2 separate regions of the Callithrix jacchus genome follow, and region 2 is linked to region 1. The links are chromatin contacts, called in public Hi-C maps. All regions are on one chromosome and are shown on one strand. Each heading gives the region's core, a stretch centred on a gene start, on an enhancer-like site or on the middle of the called end of the contact. The rest is flanking DNA. Distances are from core to core; before and after follow the strand shown. Region 1 has its middle 92 kb from the start of DAB2. Region 2 overlaps DAB2 (DAB adaptor protein 2).

Region 1 (2,867 bases), core at 274-2,773:
TCGGAGCTTAAATAATCATAGGAAAAAAATGACTTAGCTAGTTTCAGTTACTCATTATTTTCAATAACTGTCTATTCCATTTTTTAAAATTTCAAAACGTTATGCAGTGTTTCCTTTTACTAAGCCAAATCTATCTCTACTTTGACCACTAATCTAAATTCTGTCCTCTGGAACACCACAAAATAAATCCAATCTCTCACATTTTTCTATTCCATTTAGTACTGAACTATCCACTGTTGGAAAACAAAAATGAACATGACATCATTTCAGGCTGAAATAACCTTAGGTGATAGAAGAGAAAACATATGTATACAGATATGTATTTGCACAGGACATAAATTTAGTGTTTAAGGGTCTAGAGGTATAAGTTGCATATCCAATTACTACATAAACAGAATATGAGTAGTTCGAAGCACAAGAATAAATGGTTATTGGAACACAAAGGAAAATGTGAAGTCTAACTGTGATTGAGTGGAGAAGAAATTAAACCTATGCCCTTAAGGATAGGTAAGATGAAAGGGCCTCCTGGAGGAAACAGCATGTTCAAAAGTACCCAGGCATATTCAGAAAGCCAAGGGCTCTGTAGTTTTACGAAAGCAAGTTTTCCAAATCGTGAACTGTAGGCATGAATCTTTAGGGTTTCAAGGGATATGTTAGTCTATGTACGCACCAAATATTGAGTACGGTCCAAACAGCCATAACAAAATGCCTATCACATAACTTATTTTTCTTAAATGTAATTTAACTATTGTTAGTGTTGATGATAAAGTCAGGCCGGGGACAGTGGCTCATGCCTATAATCCTAGCACTTTGGGAGGCTGAGGAGGGTGGATCACCTGAGGTCAGGAGTTTGAGACCAGCCTGGCCAACATGGTGAAACCCCATCTCTACTTAAAAAAAAAAAAAATGGCTGGGCACAGTGGCTCACACCTGTAATCCTAGCACTTTGGGAGGCCAAGGTGGGTGGATCACCTGAGGTCAGGAGTTCAAAACCAGCCTGGCCATCATGGTGAGACCCCATCTTAAAAAAAAAAAAAAAAATTAGCTGGGCGTGGTGGTGGGTGCCTGTAATTCCATCTGCTCAGGAAGCTGAGGCAGGAGAATCGCTTGAACCCAGGAGGGGGAAGTAGCAGTGAGCCGAGATCATGCCACTGCACTCCAGCCTCCGCAACAAGAGCGAAACTTCATCTCAAAAAAAAAAGTCATAATTCTGTGTTTTCTTCATCAGTGGGTCAGTGAGTACTCAGAGTACAACCACTAACATAGATAATCCTTGAGAGTTGTTAGCATTAAAAAGGGATCTGTTCAAGAGTTTGGGAGGTATTAGGTCAGAGTAGAGAGGGCTAAGCAGGAGTGGGCCAGCCCTTCCCCTTGGCATAGCTCCCTGCTCCTCTTATCTTTTCAAGGACATTGCTCTGGCCATTTGCCCCTGGTTTAAGTTTTTCCTTACCACTGCAGTTTTCTCATTATCATCCAACTACGCTGTGTTTCTTTGAGTGTGGAAACAATCCATCTCAACATTGCTTCCACCTCCAACCAGCTAGTTTTTACTGAAAGAAAGGAAAAAAAAGCCCTAGGATAAAGCAATCGTGTATATGCACAGTTCCAATTTCTTTCTAGTATTTTCTCTGTGGGCTTTGCCTTCAAAACACATCTACTATCTGACTTCTTATCTCCATAGCAGCAATTACCACCCGTCCAAACCACGCTCATGTCAATTTTGGATCCCAGTAGCTTCCAGACTGGTCTGTCGGCTTTCACCTCCCCTTGCCCCATACTTTATTCTCAACAGAGTATCGGGAGTGATCCTGTGGAAACAGAAATCAAATCATGTCAATCCTCTGCTCCAAACCTCCTTAAGTTTCCCATCTCATTCAGAGTGAAATCCTCGTTGGTACGATCATTTTTCAAGACGTGAACTCTTCCTTAAAGTTCTATCTGACTCCAACTCTTAAATTTGTCCTCTTTCCCTCACTTTGTTTCAGCCATGCAAGCTGCCTTTTTGTGCACCAAGCTTGCCAGGTGACTCGGTTCAGCCCACAAGATGATGCAGCATATGTCTAATGACCTATTAGCAAGTTTTCACTTTTTAGTATGACTGTATTGTTCGATGTACATGAAAACTTAGCTTGACCTATGGAGTTGGTTAACAGTGGAAAATTAGTTTTGTTTGTCATTTGAAAACATTGTCCAGAAACTCCATAAATAAAACACATTTATTTTTCTTTTTGAAGTATTCTGAATGACTCACTATATTTTTTTATCATGTGACCCCTTTTCAGCTTTCACCCTACTTAGATTCTCTTTTATTGAGACAGGGTCTCACTCTGTCACCCAGACTGGAGTATTCACTCACTCAGCCTCAACCTCCTGGGCTCTTGTGATCCTCTTGCCTCAGCTTCCAATGTAGCTGGGACCACAGGTGCATAACCACATCTGGCTAAGTTTTTGAGTTTTTGTAGGGACAGGGGTCTCACTTCGTTGCCCAGGCTGTTTTCAAACTGGGCTCAAGCGATCCTTGTGTCCAAGCTTCCCAAAGTGCTGGGATTACAGGCACTGCACCCAGCCATAGATTCCCTTTATCATGGCACACAATTGATAGCTCCCTTTTATTTGAAAGTTTCTTCTGTGTTTTTCTCTCTTTTTTTTTTTTTTTTTTTTTTTTTGAGACGGAGTTTCGCTGTTGTTACCCAGACTGGAGTGCAATGGCACAATCTCGGCTCACCGCAACTTCTGCCTCCTGGGTTCAAGCAATTCTCCTGCCTCAGCCTCCCGAGTAGCTGGGACTGCAGGCGCGCACCACCATGCCCAGCTAATTTTTGTGTTTTTAGTAGAGACGGGATTTCACCATGTTGACCAGGATGGTC
Region 2 (2,867 bases), core at 268-2,767, 180 kb after region 1:
AGGTTTCAAGAGCAAAGCATCACCCATTAATAGATACGAGGCTGAATTTGGGTGTCCTTGTTAGTGGTGACAGTGTCGCTGAATCATTAATGCACTTGGAAAGAGGCAGGAAAGATAGTGCCCTGCATATTAGAGTAAGACGCAGGGAGCGAGCCCCTCAAGAATCAGAGGTCATCATTGGACAGACCTGGATTGTTGTGATTTAACGAATTCCTAATAACATAGCAAGGCCACGAGAGATGGAGCCAGTCACGACAAAGATCAGATGCCCCAACGCAGGCCATTAGTTACCTTGAAAGATTTTTGTTTCCATTGTCCTATCCCCCTCCCTTCCCCTTTTAAATCCTCTGTTCTAACTCCTGGCAAGGCTTAGTAAGTGGCACGTGGCAGGAAGCACTTCTATGTGAAACAGTCCTCCCAGGATAACATCCTTTCCTCCATTTTTATATATAAAAGTCTAAAGCTATCTTAGTATTGGCCAAACTTTATCTTCCCTTTACGCAGCTGTGTCAGCCTTGGCAGCATTAAAAAGTGAAGGAACTGAAATGGTTTCTTCAGGATGCAAGCATGTTGAGGCCTTGTGCACATGTGTGATCACTGGTTTCCATAAGACTCCAGACATGAGCGAGTTGCCAAATGAAAAGATCACATCCATGACTCAGAGAGTCCAGTGGATTATCTTAATTAACTACATCATAATCAGCATGGTTTGTGCATATAAATATATTCACTTAACAAATAATCTCCTACTATTGACAGGCTCTGTTCTAGTTTGAAATGTATCAGACAACTAATGCCTATATGATAAGGGCTTATTTTTTTGATGAGTAGGTACTTATAGACTGTATTACCCTTCTAATGAGGAAAGCTCAAAAGGCATGGTAGGAAGAACATGAGCCTCAGAATGCAACCAGCATATGAATGCTCACCTTACATTGTTAGCTAGCCAACTTTTACAGCGATTAATCTCTCGGAACCTTTAGTCTTCCCATGTCAGCCGCAGGGCTTGATGGAAGTTTTAGCTGCGTAGAAGCTTTCCAGAGAGTTGTGCTTTCTGAAATTCAAGAATCTTCTTCAAGCTTGTCTCCTGATAAGTACTTTTCTTCCTCTTTCTTCAGGTGGTGTAGCTGTCACACTCCCTCAGGCGGGACCATGGAACACAACATCTTTGGTCTTCAATCAGTCCCCTTCAATGGTTCCGGGAGCCATGATGGGTGGTCAACCTGCAGGTTTTGGTCAGCCCGTCATTTTTGGTACAAGTCCAGCTGTCCCAGGTTGGAACCAGCCTTCATCCTTTGCAGCCTCAACTGCTTCTCCAGTACCTGTTGTCTGGGGCCCTTCTGCATCTGTGACACCCAATGCTTGGTCAGCAACAAGCTCTTTGGGGAATCCTTTTCAGAGCAATATTTTTCCAGCTCCTGCTGTGTCTACTCAGTCCCCGTCCATGCTGTCCTCTCTCCTGGTCACTCCTCCGCAGCCACCTCCCAGAGCTGGCCCTCCCAAGGACATCTCCAGTGATGCCTTCACTGCCTTAGACCCACTTGGGGATAAAGAGATCAAGGATGTGAAAGAAATGTTTAAGGACTTCCAACTGCGGCAGCCACCTACTGTGCCTGCACGGAAGGGAGAGCAGACTTCTTCTGGGACTTCAAGTGCCTTTTCCAGTTATTTCAACAGCAAGGTTGGCATTCCTCAGGAGAATGCAGACCATGATGACCTTGATGCCAATCAACTACTGAGTAAGATCAACGGTAAGCCACTCACCACTCTGCCTACTATTCCAACAACTATCTCCACTGCCACATGGACCTAAATGAATCCTCCAAATGAACCCTCTCCCACTCACCAAGAGCCTTGCTCTTGCTTCTTTTGGTAATCAAGGATTACGGAGACAACTTGACCATTTACCTTTTGGTGATGACTGTTTATCTTAGTTGTATCTGAGGACTGACCCAATGCTGCCCTCTAGTGATAATTCTTAAAAGGGCTGTCATGAGTTGAAATGTGATGACTGGAGGGCTGTGTAATAAGGCATCATCCATGTTCCATGACTTTAAGTGAGGTGATTCTGAGTCTCTTGCACTTCAGATAAATATGCATGGCTTTCTCTTCTGAGAAAGATGACAATTATTGGGATACCTAAACTTTGGTGTTGATTTTTGTTCCACTGATGTAAATTTCAAAAGTATGGAACTAAATTTCAAAGATAAGCTGACTTGGGGACTGGCTTATATTTGGGGAAAGCTTGTCTACTGATTGCCTGGATTTTTTGCCTTCTAGAACCACCAAAGCCAGTGCCCAGACAAGTTTCCCTGCCAGTTACCAAATCTGCTGACAATGCATTTGAGAACCCTTTCTCTAAAGATTCTTTTGGTTCGTCACAAGCCTCTGTAAGTATTAACTACTAGAAGCTGTTCTCCAAAGTGCAGGCCACATAGATCTCTGGCCTCCTGAGTTAACCTTGCTTTTATAATAGCATTTTTTTTTTTTTTTTTGAGACAGAGTCTTACTCTATCACCCAGGCTGGACTGCAGAGGTGCAATCTCAGTTCACTGCAACCTCCGCCTCCCCGGTTCAAGAGATTCTCCTGTGTCAGCCTCCCAAGTAGCTGGGACTATAGGCACATGCCACCACACCTGGCTAATTTTTTTATTTTTTGTAGAGATGGGGTCTTGCCATATTGGCCAGGCTGGTCTCAAACTCCTGACCTCAAGTGATCCATCTGCCTTGGCCTCCCTTAGTGCTGGGGCTACAGTCATGAGTGACCACACCTGGCTATAATAGCTTTTTGATGGTAAAGCGTGTTTGACTAAGATTTGTTACCAAGAACCTTCACAGTATAAACATTCATTTAAACTGAAGAAAGA

Evidence for each region. A called contact is a pair of places that touch in the nucleus more often than the background predicts.
Region 2: a Hi-C map of induced pluripotent stem cells shows a contact between it and region 1, with 2.9 times the contacts expected there. The contact joins two enhancer-like sites. A contact is called at or near these places in 3 of 3 Hi-C or Micro-C datasets (induced pluripotent stem cells and skeletal muscle).

Annotation. Positions count from the first base shown.
Region 1 is chr2:166,005,063-166,007,929 of calJac240_pri, forward strand. No RefSeq gene overlaps it. Among named protein-coding and RNA genes, the nearest start is that of DAB2, 92 kb to the right of the region's middle. Within about 2 kb of position 1,524, at least 2 of the 16 cell types and tissues checked have an H3K27ac peak or open chromatin away from gene starts, as enhancers often do.
Region 2 is chr2:166,188,269-166,191,135 of calJac240_pri, forward strand. It overlaps DAB2 (DAB adaptor protein 2), which reads left to right. Exons shown (of 14, transcript XM_078365547.1): 11 at 1,119-1,751; 12 at 2,281-2,390. Among named protein-coding and RNA genes, the nearest start is that of C9, 14 kb to the right of the region's middle. Within about 2 kb of position 1,518, at least 3 of the 16 cell types and tissues checked have an H3K27ac peak or open chromatin away from gene starts, as enhancers often do.